Linked DNA regions of Drosophila melanogaster: region 2 is linked to region 1. A link is a contact called in public HiChIP or PLAC-seq data. All regions are on one chromosome and are shown on one strand. The core of a region is the stretch at or near the end of the contact, and the rest is flanking DNA. Distances in the headings are between cores, read along the strand shown.

Evidence for each region. HiChIP or PLAC-seq counts read pairs in DNA pulled down with a chosen protein or histone mark.
Region 2: an H3K27ac HiChIP or PLAC-seq map of the Kc167 cell line shows a contact between it and region 1, with 3 times the contacts expected there. The contact joins the promoter of asp here to the promoter of CG6695 in region 1. A contact is called at or near these places in 26 of 107 Hi-C or Micro-C datasets (the D17-c3 cell line, the Kc167 cell line, the OSC cell line and 11 more) and 5 of 6 datasets of contacts at active chromatin or transcription factors (the Kc167 cell line and the S2 cell line).

What each region holds. Positions count from the first base shown.
Region 1 is chr3R:24,651,264-24,658,561 of dm6, forward strand. It overlaps CG6695, which reads left to right and starts at 3,897. Exons shown (of 6, transcript NM_206565.2): 1 at 3,897-4,217; 2 at 4,309-6,147; 3 at 6,253-6,305; 4 at 7,058-7,148; 5 at 7,236-7,298. The coding sequence starts at 4,021. The coding sequence ends at 7,116. CG31125 reads right to left here and starts at 3,557. Exons shown (of 1, transcript NM_170161.3): 1 at 2,108-3,557. The coding sequence starts at 3,306. The coding sequence ends at 2,131. ash2 (absent, small, or homeotic discs 2) reads left to right here. Exons shown (of 7, transcript NM_176558.3): 4 at 598-978; 5 at 1,047-1,327; 6 at 1,519-1,776; 7 at 1,835-2,113. The coding sequence ends at 1,939.
Region 2 is chr3R:24,750,364-24,757,661 of dm6, forward strand. asp (abnormal spindle) reads left to right here and starts at 3,486. Exons shown (of 6, transcript NM_079764.3): 1 at 3,486-3,692; 2 at 3,765-3,941; 3 at 3,994-4,206; 4 at 4,286-7,298. The coding sequence starts at 3,678. tld (tolloid) reads left to right here. Exons shown (of 7, transcript NM_079763.4): 3 at 1-244; 4 at 299-1,119; 5 at 1,171-1,432; 6 at 1,486-2,054; 7 at 2,111-3,147. The coding sequence ends at 3,057.

The DNA.
Region 1 (7,298 bases), core at 2,647-5,146:
CAACAACTAACAAAATCGCAATGCGGATCGTAGTTTCAGATTTGCACACACACAGAGAAAGAGAGAGAGAGAGAGAGAGCCCCACGTAGTCAGATTGTGGGCGGGGCGAAGTGGGGTGGGGTGGGGCTGGCAGAGGCGCGCTCAACTTGGCTCATTCATTACAAACAAATAGTTACGCTTGGAACACTTCGCCAGTGTCTCAGTGTGCGTGTGTGTGGTGCTCTTTCGGGGGAATTGATTGCGATTTGATTTTGAGCACTACGCAATTGCAAGGCCCCCGCTCCTTCAGTTCCATTGTGACCGGGTCCTGCTTCTGCTCCTGCTCATTCTCCCTCCGCGATGGCGTCATCTTTTACGGACGAGGAGTGTAAGCCCGGAAACAGCACCGACCCGAACTTTGCCCATTCATCTACATATGTCCCAGCAATCAATTTCCTTGGTGAACGAATTTCCTTGGGGATAGCTCCTTCTGGAAGCATTGCAGATACGCCCCAAGATCTACTCCACTATTACTATCACGCATTAGCTGTTTTTATATTTCCACAATACATGTCTATTATTGGATTTGTAACTAATGATTGATCCACATGCTTCCAGCTTCCCTCTCCAAAAACAATCGACAGAAAAGGAAATTTCCCGGCACGGATTCGGGTCCCACGGGCAAGAAGGGTCGGCCCAGTTCCGATATTACGGCCAATGTAAAGTTGCCACCGCATGGCTATCCATTGGAACACCCCTTCAACAAGGATGGCTATCGTTATATACTCGCCGAACCGGATCCACATGCTCCATTTCGTCAGGAGTTCGACGAGAGCTCCGATTGGGCTGGCAAACCTATCCCCGGCTGGCTCTACCGCATCCTGGTGCCACATTCTGTGCTCCTGGCGCTGCATGATCGGGCACCACAGCTGAAAATAAGCGAGGATCGGTTGGCGGTGACGGGCGAACGTGGTTACTGCATGGTCCGAGCCACACACTGTAACGTTATATATAGATATATATAGTTCCCTGAAGAAATCATAGTTATATTGATTATCTTTTCCCAGCTGTGAACCGGGGATGCTGGTACTTTGAGGTCACCATCGAAGAGATGCCCGACGGAGCTGCCACGCGACTTGGCTGGGGCCGGGAGTACGGCAACTTGCAGGCTCCATTGGGATACGACAAGTTCGGTTACTCCTGGAGATCTCGCAAGGGCACCAAGTTTACCGAGAGCCATGGCAAACACTACAGTGATGCCTATGTGGAGGGCGATACATTGGGATTCCTCATAGAGCTGCCAGAGGAGGCGTCGCTCGACTATCTGCCCAACACATTCAAAGATCGGGTGGGTTTAGATTCTTGTTTTACTCTTTTCTAATCGAACAATACCGATCTTTTGTATTGTAAAATGATATAGGTCATCTTGATAATTAGCCTATATAATACCACGCCGCTGAATTTGCATATAATTGCATCTTTACAAATCAACCCTCCCTAATTAGCAATCTTGTTCAAAATCTATTCATTCTACAACAGCCCCTGGTCAAGTTCAAGTCTCATCTGTACTACGAGGATAAGGACAAGATCACAGAAACCCTGAAAAATCTGCACATCCTGCAGGGCAGCCGCATCGAGTTCTTTAAGAACGGTCAATCGCAGGGTGTGGCATTCGAAGACATTTATGCCGGCAGCTATTTCCCGGCCATCTCGATCCACAAAAGTGCAACGGTCAGCGTAAACTTCGGACCCGCCTTCAAGTATCCCGAGGTGCTCGTCGAGCACAAAGCCAAGGGGGTAATATATCTCGGTTTGTTCCCAGGAAGCTTAACATCTATTATACAATCCCCTACAGATGCACGATCGCGTGGAGGAGCTGATCACAGAGCAATGTTTAGCCGACACCCTCTACCTCACAGAACACGATGGACGTCTGCGCTTGGATAATATGGGTCTTTAGTGGGATATGTCGTCATACACATGAGTTTTGGAGAACTAGTGTGTTATTTTTGTATGCACTATACTTTGGAAAGCAGAAATTTGAAAAGACTATCATCATACTATCATACCTAAAACATTTAAAATTTACCACTTTTAAAGCAGAAGAATTTTAAGAAAACACTCTTTTGAGATCAGTTTTATTGTTTGAGGTTACTTGAAGGCTTTGAATTTCGAGGCACTGTAGGGTATGTAGAAGGCGCTGCTGGGCGCAAATTCGGTTCGCGGATGATGAACTGCCGCCGAGATAGATCGTCCCGTGGATGGTGTGTTGCTGGAAACGCTGGTCGCCCCAAATGGATGCAGTGTGGAGCGGTTGGAGGAACTGTTGCTGTGGCCATGGCTGTTGTGTCCGCCCCCGCCGCTGGAGTTGGTTTGGCTCGAAGTGGCCGTGGTGGTGGCCAGCAAATCCCTGCTGTGCCTGCCCAGATTAAGCGAGGGCAGGACTACCGCGTTCCTGTTGTTAAAAAAGCGATTGGCGGCCATGGGCATGTGCCAGGCGGACGATCGATGACTTTGATGTGGCAACACGGCGGACTTGGCCTGGTTCTGATGCTGCAGCTGCTCCTTCTGCTGCACCTGGGTGAGCTGAACGAAGCTGCGGTTGTTGAGCAATCCCCGAAAGCGCCGGTTGGTATCGAGCACATTGAGAATGGGCGGCATGCGCAGGCGTGCCGAGGATTGGGTGGTGGCTGAGATGGGCAGCTGGGGCTGGTTCTGCTGGCTGCGCTGTCGTTTGAGGAGTCTAACCGAAACGGAGGTAACCCGCAGATCCCTGTCCAGTAGATCCACCAGCTTCTTCTGGCTGTGCCGTAAATAGGAGTGGTGATGAGGCTGTTCTGGTTCTTCTGCCTTGGGTGTCAGAAATCCATCCTCCGCCTCCTCGTCATCATCGTCGTCGTCCAGGGAGTTCAGACTAAGATTTGAAATCGAGTCAATATCCTCCCGCGTCTGACTATCGAAGCTGTGGTGGCGCAGCGTTCGAGTCCGGCGGCCCAGCAGGCTAGGGAACTTTCGGTGCCAGTCGGCGATCTCGTTGCGCAACTCGGGCTCCTGAAGCTCCGTCAAGGGATCCTCGCCGCTCATCAGCCGCTCCACCCGCTCCCAGTCCAGCAGGTTCTTCTTGATGGCATCGTCCGCCCACGGAATGGAGCCCACCGAGCTGCGGTCAATGCTGCTAGAGGAGTAGGGCACATCCTGCAGGAACTCCGATTCATCCGGATCGTCCTTATCCGCTTCCTGTTCGTTGTTGTTGTCGTTGGCCTTGCAGATGGCACCCTCATTGTCCTCCAAATCCGCTCCGAAATAGTAGCGTCTGTCTGAGGACATCAAAACTGCTCCAGAAAAACGAGCTGGACTCGTTCTGCCTTCGCTTTCCCTTCCCTGCTCCTTGATCCTTGCACTCGCAAATCCCCGTGGGTGTCCTTTCGATTTATGTAGCTGTGCCTGTGGATGTGTTCCCCTTCAAAATCGATGCCGCAAAAGGCGGCGAGCGTCAATTGTTGTGTTGTGGCCCATTCCAGTTTAGCTTGTTATTTATTGTCCTTTTGTTGTTTCGACAAAAGGGCGCAGGCTCCACGGCGTTGCCAGTGTCGACCAGAAATAACGTTCGCTGGTTCAAAGTGGTTCAGAAAATCGATCATAGAGGGTATTCTTTTTGAGCTTAGCTTTTAAAGGGACAATAACTCTATTGAACTCTTATTTTAATCAAAACTTTGTAAATTACAAATCTTAAGGTTATGATTGGGCATAAGGAAATACTCCACAGCGATAATCGGTTTAAATACTAGTAATTTTTCAAATATCCCGCAAAATTGCTGCCTGTCTGTCATCCATCAATGTATCGATGTTTTAGTGTATATTGTATCGTTGTTACGTCGCTGCATCTCCCACCACTAGGTCGAGTTTTAACCATACGGTCATACTGTATATCGTCGGTTTTAGCTGGTGTAGGGTCATATTTTTGCCGGGCGTGCTGATGTCCTTTTTCGGGTGAAGCCAAGTCATTTGCCAGCCGGCGATCGCAGGCAACACAAGTACGGGATGTGGCACGAGGCGAGGAAACAGGAGCGCAAGATCCGTGGCCTGATCGTCGATTACCGCAAGAGGGCGGAGCGGCGGCAGTACTTCTACGACAAAATTCAGGCAGATCCCACCCAGTTTCTGCAACTGCATGGCCGGCGAAGCAAGATCTACTTGGATCCCGCGGTGGCCGCCGCCGGCGATGGAGCCGCAATCATGCAAGTGATATTCATTTAGAGCATAAAACCCTCTACTTTCTAGTTGCGTGGCGATGTTTTTGTTTTGCTAAGTAATGGATACTTTTTGCAGTGTGCCTTGGCAGGGTCAGCAGGACAACCTCATCGACCGCTTCGATGTACGCGCCCATTTGGATCACATTCCTCCCGTGAACAAGACCAACGCCGAGGGGGCGGATGGTGACTCCGAACTGACCCTCGAGGAGCGTCAGCTAAACTACGAGCGCTATCGCATCCTGGCGCAAAATGACTTCCTCAACGTCAGCGAGGATAAGTTTCTGCACCAACTCTACCTGGAGGAACAGTTTGGGGCCAATGCCCAACTGGAGGCGGAACGGAATCTGGCCAAAAAGAAGCAGAAGACGGGAGGAGCCACAATTGGCTACTCCTACGAAGATACCGGCGATGGAGCGACTATTGGACCTCAGCCTTTTGGAGCCGCCAGTTCAACTGTCATTGGTGGAGCGGCAGCTGTTGCGAAGGGTGAAAAGGGGGATGGCAGTGAAGAATCGGATTCTGACATCGATATGGATGTGTCGATAGACATCGGCAAGCTGGACACCTCGCAAGCCCATGAGCTTAACGCCTGCGGGCGCAACTACGGCATGAAAAGCAACGACTTCTTCTCACACCTCACTAAGGATGCTGACGAGGCGGATGCCCTGCGCATTGCGCGCGAGGAGGAGCAGGAGAAGATGCTGCTGAGCGGGCGCAAGTCAAGACGCGAGCGTCGGGCGCAAAAGGAGAGAAGGATCGCCAATAGACCATTCAGTCCGCCAAGCTATGCTGCCAAGGAGGATAAGGACAAAAAAGGTGGTGGTAAGGGCGGTGAGAAAGAAAAGGAGGAGGACAGCGAATCGCGTTCGCCGTCGCCCGCGGAAGCAGGTCCCGAGAAGATAACCTACATTACCTCGTTTGGGGGCGAGGACGAAATGCAGCCGCACTCCAAGATCACCATCAGCCTGACGAAGCCTGGTCTGACCCTGGGTGAATCGTGCATCAATGCCAGTAGCGGAGCGGCGATTGCCGCCGCCGCAGCATCTTCGGTTTCCTATGCTCAAAAGGTGAAAGATAATCTGGACAAGTTGAAAGTGATGAATGAGTCGTCCAAGCGCAACAGACGTCGATCCCGCTCGCACTCCCGCTCTCGTTCTAGGAGTGCCACAGTCTCAAGGAGTCGGAGTGGTAGTCGTCGGAGTGGCAGTCGTCGTAGAAGTCGCCGCAGTAGAAGCTATCACAGAAGGAGCAGGACGCGTTCACGTCGCCGACGAAGGTACTACTCTAGATCAAGATCCAGGTCGAGATCAAGATCCCGTTCGCTGTCAAGATCCAGATCCAGATCCCGCAGTCGATCGCGATCCGGTTCCTGGAAACGCTACAAGGCGCGCAGTCCAAGCTACAAGCGCTCTAGGAAGCGCTACTCCTATTCCTCTCGCAGCTCCAGTGGCAGCTCATACAGGCGAAGAAGTCGCTCCCGATCCCCCTCAAACCGAAGGAGTCGCGTCAAAAAGAAGACCACACCTCCGCCAGTGGCGACCGTGGGTGGTTATTGCCTGAACACCACCACGACTACAACTACATCCACTGTAACGGCGGTAAAGATGTTCCAACAGCAGCAGCAGCAGCCGCCGGCCAAAGCAACGCCGCCCATGATCAGCTATCCAATACCTGCGCGAATGCTCAATGTAAACCAAGCACTCACAGCTACCGCACCCGTTGCTGTGCAACCACAAGTGGTAGAGCCACCACCACCGCCACTGAAACGCTACTATGGACGAAAAAGAGGCAACGATACCTCGTCCTCATCTTCGTCGGGAGCGGAGAACAGCGAAGGCAGCGACAACGAGGAGCAGCAACAGCCACAGTTGGGAAAGCGAGCTGAGGACTCCGATGATATGGAATTGGACACTGCGTAAGTTTGTGTGCTGGAGAGAGTGGTAAAGTAGAACAGCCAAGGATTAGGGCCTGTATCCTTGTAATTGTAATTATCCATCTAATTATGGTATCTCTCTTTCAGGTCGGAGCGTTCACACGCCCTCCAGCCGACCATGTCGTCTTCGAGCAGCACGGGTAATCAAACAGGCAAATATAGTTCCGCTACCGAAACCAAAGTCAGTAAGCAAAGCCAAGTGTGTCATGCCCCACCCAACTGGAGTACACCACAAAATTCACGTCTCAGCCTCCCGCTATCCGACATCCAATCCAATGAGCAACATTCGGACCCAAGCAGGCAGCACCGTGTTCTCGTTCCAAACCTGACTAGCAACCATCCCTGCATGTCCAATTGTTGATACATTGTTTTGTGCCCCCCTCTTAATGCCGCTGCAGCACTTCGTTGCATTGAAATGCAATGTTGATTGCGATGCAATCAAGGATGTATTCGCCACCCCATTGTATTTATAAAACCATTGCAACTTCTGTCCGGTTTGTCTGCTTTTTCTTCAATCTGTTGCTATGCATTGAAGTTCCTTGATTCTTTCCCATGAATTCTCGTCAAATAAAAATGGCACGAATGCTATTTTGGCGTGGTCAGCTTAAAGACACATAGTTGTTATATACAGATTTTTAATCATAATCCAGTTTTAAATACTATTTCGCTTGAAAGGATGATGCAAATGATAATCCTGCACTGGCATTTTTAAGCTTCGGCTTTCGAAGCTAGCTTTTTCCTAATGTTAGTGAGTAGATGCCCTAATCTGACAGCCCATCATGGACGCACAGACCAATCCCCACTGCCTACCACACTTTCGCCGGCCACCCACTGCTCCCTTAATACCGCAACAACATCCTGAGACTTGCTAAATAAGTATGTGCTTTTACAGGGCTCCGGACATCCGAGTTCTGGCGGTGGCGGACGGCCCAATCTGCGCGAGCGGCTTAAGAGAAAGATGCAGAACCTTTTGAACCGGCAATGTAAGCCAACTGGAGTGTAGTGTGATGTTCACCAAGCGCCTTCTGAAATCCCTTGAATTAGGTAACTAAAACGGAAATATCTTGCAGATAAAGCCGATAAGCGTGCGGAAATCGAAAAGACCGAGCGTGAACGACTGCAACAGCAGGAAC
Region 2 (7,298 bases), core at 2,236-4,735, 99 kb after region 1:
GTCACTCACCCACTTTAAATGGGCAACCAATCCAGAGAAGGCGAAGAGCTGTGACCGTGAGGAAGGAGCGAACTTGGGACTATGGGGTCATACCCTACGAGATCGATACCATCTTCAGTGGAGCCCACAAGGCGCTCTTCAAGCAGGCCATGCGCCACTGGGAGAACTTCACCTGCATCAAGTTTGTGGAGCGGGATCCCAATTTGCATGCAAACTATATATACTTTACAGTCAAGAATTGCGGGTAAGTCTAATATTCGTTCTATGGAGAATTTATAATTTATATCCCATCGAATAGTTGCTGTTCGTTTCTGGGTAAGAATGGGAATGGACGCCAGCCCATCTCCATTGGACGTAATTGCGAAAAGTTTGGCATTATTATCCATGAACTGGGTCACACAATCGGGTTTCACCATGAACACGCCCGTGGTGACAGAGATAAACACATCGTGATTAACAAGGGGAACATCATGAGGGGTCAGGAGTACAACTTTGATGTACTCTCGCCGGAGGAGGTGGACTTGCCTCTACTGCCCTACGATCTTAACTCCATTATGCACTATGCGAAGAACTCGTTCTCGAAGAGTCCCTACCTGGATACCATCACACCGATAGGGATTCCACCCGGAACCCATTTGGAGTTGGGTCAGCGGAAGCGTCTTAGTCGCGGCGACATTGTTCAAGCCAATTTGCTTTATAAGTGCGCCTCCTGTGGACGAACATATCAGCAGAATTCTGGACATATAGTGAGTCCACACTTTATATACTCCGGCAATGGAGTACTCAGCGAATTCGAGGGCAGTGGTGATGCTGGGGAAGATCCGTCCGCGGAATCTGAGTTCGATGCCTCGCTGACCAACTGCGAGTGGCGGATCACGGCCACCAATGGGGAAAAGGTCATCCTGCATCTGCAGCAGCTGCATCTGATGAGCTCCGACGATTGTACTCAGGATTACCTGGAGATTAGGGATGGTTACTGGCACAAATCGCCACTGGTGAGACGAATCTGCGGAAATGTCAGCGGAGAGGTCATCACCACCCAGACAAGTCGCATGCTTCTCAACTATGTCAACAGGAATGCAGCCAAAGGTTACCGTGGATTCAAGGCGAGATTCGAGGGTAAGTTTTAAACTTTTCAAAGAAAAACACAAACTAATTTTTCCATTCCAGTGGTATGTGGTGGGGACTTAAAGCTGACCAAAGATCAGTCCATAGACTCTCCCAACTATCCTATGGACTACATGCCGGACAAAGAGTGCGTGTGGCGGATCACGGCTCCGGATAACCACCAGGTGGCCCTGAAGTTCCAGAGCTTTGAGCTGGAGAAGCACGACGGGTGTGCCTACGACTTTGTGGAGATACGGGATGGCAATCACAGTGATTCGCGGCTCATAGGACGCTTCTGCGGAGATAAACTGCCGCCCAACATAAAGTAAGTTACTTTCAAAGGAAAAATGATCACTAACCAAGTGAATATCCACTTAGAACCCGCAGTAACCAGATGTACATCCGTTTCGTATCCGACTCATCGGTGCAAAAGCTGGGATTCTCAGCCGCCTTGATGCTGGACGTGGATGAGTGCAAGTTCACGGATCATGGATGCCAGCACCTGTGCATCAACACCTTGGGTAGCTACCAATGTGGCTGTCGAGCGGGATACGAGTTGCAGGCAAATGGAAAGACCTGCGAGGACGCGTGTGGAGGAGTCGTGGACGCCACCAAATCCAATGGCTCGCTCTACTCACCATCGTATCCGGATGTGTATCCCAACTCCAAGCAGTGCGTTTGGGAAGTGGTTGCGCCACCGAATCACGCGGTGTTCCTAAACTTTTCCCACTTTGATTTGGAGGGCACACGGTTTCACTACACCAAGTGCAACTATGATTACCTGATTATATACTCCAAAATGAGGGATAATCGCCTGAAGAAGATTGGCATTTATTGTGGTCATGAACTACCTCCAGTGGTGAATTCCGAGCAGAGTATCCTCAGGCTGGAGTTCTACTCGGATCGCACTGTCCAGAGAAGTGGATTTGTGGCCAAGTTTGTAATAGGTAACTTACAGAAAAAAATTAATTTACGTACGATCTATAATATCATTATTCCACAGATGTGGATGAGTGTTCAATGAACAATGGTGGCTGTCAGCACCGATGCCGAAACACCTTTGGATCCTATCAGTGCAGCTGCCGCAATGGATACACATTGGCTGAAAATGGACACAACTGCACGGAGACGCGTTGCAAGTTCGAGATCACCACGTCGTATGGAGTGTTGCAGAGTCCCAACTATCCGGAGGATTATCCAAGAAACATTTACTGCTACTGGCATTTTCAGACCGTACTGGGCCACCGGATACAGTTGACATTCCACGACTTTGAGGTGGAGAGCCACCAGGAGTGCATCTACGACTATGTGGCTATCTATGATGGTCGCTCCGAAAATAGCTCAACATTGGGCATCTATTGCGGTGGACGTGAACCGTATGCCGTTATTGCCTCCACCAATGAGATGTTTATGGTACTGGCCACGGATGCGGGTCTTCAGAGAAAGGGTTTCAAGGCCACCTTTGTCTCCGAATGTGGTGGCTACTTGAGGGCCACAAATCATTCACAGACCTTCTACTCGCATCCACGATACGGCAGTAGGCCGTACAAGCGGAACATGTACTGCGATTGGCGCATTCAGGCAGACCCGGAAAGCAGTGTCAAGATCCGTTTCCTACACTTCGAGATCGAGTACTCGGAGCGATGCGACTACGATTATCTGGAGATCACCGAGGAGGGCTACTCAATGAACACTATCCACGGCAGATTTTGCGGAAAGCACAAGCCGCCAATCATAATCTCCAACTCGGACACCCTTCTGTTGCGATTCCAAACGGACGAGAGTAACTCATTGAGAGGCTTCGCCATCTCCTTCATGGCCGTGGATCCACCGGAAGATTCTGTTGGCGAGGATTTCGACGCGGTTACACCCTTTCCGGGCTATCTCAAGAGCATGTATTCCTCAGAAACGGGCAGCGACCACCTCCTGCCACCCAGCAGACTCATTTAGATAAAATGAGAGGTCCAGCGAAGGGATTTAGAGTTTAATGTTTGTTGTTGAAATTTGTAAATAGATTGTGAATAAAAGATATTTCGAGTCATTTTGTTTACCCTATATTTTATTTTTAAAGGCACATAATATTTATATCTGTGATAATACACATTTGAATTTGGCGCTATAAAACTGTGCAACGTTCACACTGAGGATATCGATTGGTGGTGTTAACACATCTGGGTTACTCACAATTTATGTAAAATTACACAAAATAATATTCCTTAGAATGATCTTATCATATTAAATAATTTATGTTTAAAAATTGCGGACAAATGTAATCCTTATATTTTTAAGTCTATCGAAAACCATTCTGAAGACCCCTAACATTTCACAATCGATAGGTCGAATTGTTCGATAGCCCTTTGCTCCAGCAATCAAGCAATCGAGTATCGGCGTCGCTTCGTTTCGAATTTCAGTTCGAATTTGGATTTGTGCGGCGACGCTCTAATTTGTTTAATTTTTGTTCGTTAATTGTGTTAATTGATTAGTTAGTCGCTGTGTTAATGGACCACTAAGTTAGCTGCGAGCCCGTTTCTGTTTAGTTCAAGTTATTTCTGTTTTGGCCATTCCCTGCAATGAGCGCCTTTGAGGTTAGTTGAGTCCTCTTTTTGGAACTCCGGCAATAATTTTCCGAGAAATAACTAGATTACCGGTACTTACAGATCACAGTGACGCCATCGCGCCTAAAGCAAAAGAAGCGCGCCGAAGGACGCGAGCCCGCCGTCGTCGTCATGGCTCCGTTCTCCGCCAAGGCGATTGTGCAGTTCGAGGATGTGCCGATAACAAAGACAGCACGGCGCCAGGTGCGCGTTCTCAATCCCAGCGACGACGACATCGAGGTTAGTGGGTTGCATACGGCCTGGCAACTGTTATTTGATCAATGTTTTACAGGTCAAGGTAATGAAGGCCATCCGGGAGGAGCACAACTTAAGCCTGGAGTGGATGGAGCACACGGTGCCTGCAAGAGATGAGGTATCCATGGAGCTAGTGTGGAGCCCCGTCCTTGAGGTGGCCTGCAAGGAGACGCTGCAGCTAATAGACAACCGCAACTTCCGAAAGGAGGTGATGATCATACTCAAGTCCAAGAGCAACCAGCCGGTCAAGGTCAGTCAAAAAATGCATTTGCCACCCCTTTTACTTACATACCCTCTTTTGCATGTATCTCTTACCTTTCTACCTGAAGAACCCGCGCAAATTTCCTACTGTCGGCAAGACCCTGCAGCTGAAATCGCCGACAGGAGCTGGCAAGACAATGAAAAGCGTGGTATCCGCTGCTGTGCAGCAAAAGAAGCGCATGTCTGCAGCAGCAGCGCCTCCCTCCAAGCAGACATGGCGAGTGACTGCTCCTTCGCGTCCCGCTGCATGGGCACATCCACCTCCACAGGCTCCTCTTGTCGAGAAGAATGTATACAAGACTCCACAAGAAGAGCCCGTATACATATCACCACAGCCTCGCAGTCTTAAGGAAAATCTAAGCCCTATGACGCCAGGAAACCTACTCGACGTGATTGACAATCTGCGATTCACACCTCTCACCGAAACCCGTGGCAAAGGACAAGCTACCATTTTCCCGGACAATCTGGCAGCCTGGCCCACACCAACACTTAAAGGGAATGTAAAATCATGTGCTAATGATATGCGGCCGCGTCGAATCACTCCAGATGATCTAGAAGATCAGCCTGCCACAAACAAAACGTTCGATGTAAAGCATTCCGAGACTATCAATATTTCGTTGGACACCTTGGACTGCTCCAGGATCGATGGACAACCGCATACGCCCCTAAATAAGACAACAACCATTGTGCATGCCACGCACACCAGAGCTCTGGCCTGTATTCATGAGGAGGAGGGACCAAGTCCACCTAGGACGCCCACGAAGAGCGCCATACACGACCTGAAGAGGGACATTAAGTTGGTGGGTTCACCCTTACGAAAGTATTCCGAGTCCATGAAAGATTTGTCACTTCTATCGCCACAAACTAAGTATGCCATTCAAGGGTCTATGCCTAATCTAAATGAAATGAAAATCCGCTCGATCGAACAGAATAGATATTACCAGGAGCAGCAGATCCAGATAAAGGCCAAAGACTTGAATAGCTCCTCTAGTAGCGAGGCTAGTTTGGCCGGCCAGCAGGAGTTTCTATTCAACCACAGTGAGATCCTCGCTCAGTCCAGTCGTTTTAATCTCCATGAAGTAGGTCGGAAGTCGGTGAAGGGAAGTCCGGTGAAGAATCCTCACAAGCGCCGCTCTCATGAGTTGAGTTTTTCGGATGCACCTAGCAACGAATCATTGTACCGCAATGAAACTGTAGCCATTTCCCCTCCTAAAAAGCAACGGGTTGAGGACACTACTCTGCCCAGAAGTGCAGCGCCGGCAAATGCATCTGCAAGAAGCAGTAGTGCCCACGCCTGGCCACACGCCCAATCCAAGAAGTTTAAGCTAGCACAAACCATGTCACTGATGAAGAAGCCCGCCACACCACGAAAAGTCAGGGACACTAGCATTCAGCCTTCCGTCAAGCTCTATGACTCGGAGCTGTATATGCAGACGTGCATCAACCCGGATCCATTTGCAGCAACTACGACAATTGATCCATTTCTGGCATCTACCATGTATTTGGATGAACAGGCTGTGGATCGTCATCAAGCTGACTTTAAAAAGTGGTTAAATGCCCTTGTCTCCATACCCGCTGACCTGGACGCAGATTTAAATAACAAAATAGACGTTGGTAAGCTGTTTAACGAGGTGCGCAACAAAGAGCTCGTGGTGGCTCCCACCAAGGAGGAGCAGTCTATGAACTACCTAACGAAATACCGCCTGGAGACGCTTCGTAAGGCGGCTGTGGAGCTCTTCTTCAGTGAGCAGATGCGCCTGCCATGCTCCAAAGTGGCCGTATATGTCAACAAGCAAGCTCTGCGCATCCGTAGCGATCGTAATCTTCACCTAGACGTAGTTATGCAACGCACCATACTTGAGCTGCTGCTTTGCTTCAATCCCCTTTGGCTGCGCCTTGGACTGGAAGTGGTCTTTGGCGAGAAGATCCAGATGCAGTCTAATCGAGACATTGTAGGCCTCAGCACCTTTATCCTCAATCGCTTGTTCCGGAATAAGTGTGAGGAGCAGAGGTACAGCAAGGCATACACACTCACCGAAGAGTACGCGGAGACCATTAAGAAGCACTCATTGCAGAAAATCCTCTTTTTGCTGCTTTTCCTCGATCAAGCTAAGCAGAAGCGCATCGTCAAGCACAATCCCTGTTTGTTTGTTAAAAAGTCGCCACATAAAGAGACCAAGGATATTCTGCTGCGCTTCTCGTCGGAGCTGCTCGCCAACATTGGTGATATTACGCGGGAACTTCGTCGCCTGGGCTACGTTCTACAGCACCGCCAAACATTTTTGGACGAGTTCGATTATGCCTTCAACAACTTGGCTGTGGACCTAAGAGATGGCGTGAGACTAACCCGAGTCATGGAGGTAATTTTACTACGCGATGATCTAACCCGCCAGTTAAGGGTGCCAGCCATCTCTCGCCTTCAGCGGATCTTCAATGTAAAGCTAGCTCTGGGCGCACTTGGTGAAGCCAACTTCCAGCTAGGCGGCGACATCGCCGCCCAAGACATCGTTGACGGACATCGTGAGAAGACGCTTTCCCTGCTCTGGCAACTTATTTACAAATTCCGCTCGCCCAAGTTTCATGCGGCGGCCACGGTGCTCCAGAAATGGTGGCGCCGTCACTGGCTGCACGTTGTTATCCAGCGTCGCATTCGCCACAAAGAGCTTATGCGTCGCCACCGGGCCGCTACTGTCATTCAGGCCGTGTTCCGTGGCCACCAGATGAGAAAGTACGTGAAGTTGTTTAAGACGGAACGCACTCAGGCCGCAATAATTCTGCAAAAGTTCACCCGTCGGTATTTGGCCCAGAAGCAGCTATATCAGAGCTATCACAGTATTATCACCATCCAGCGCTGGTGGCGAGCCCAACAACTGGGAAGGCAGCACCGCCAGCGGTTTGTGGAGCTCCGAGAGGCTGCGATCTTTCTTCAGCGGATCTGGCGGCGACGACTCTTTGCCAAAAAACTATTGGCGGCGGCGGAAACAGCCAGACTTCAGCGATCGCAAAAACAACAGGCAGCTGCTAGTTATATTCAAATGCAATGGCGAAGCTATCAGCTGGGCAGAATTCAGCGACAGCAGT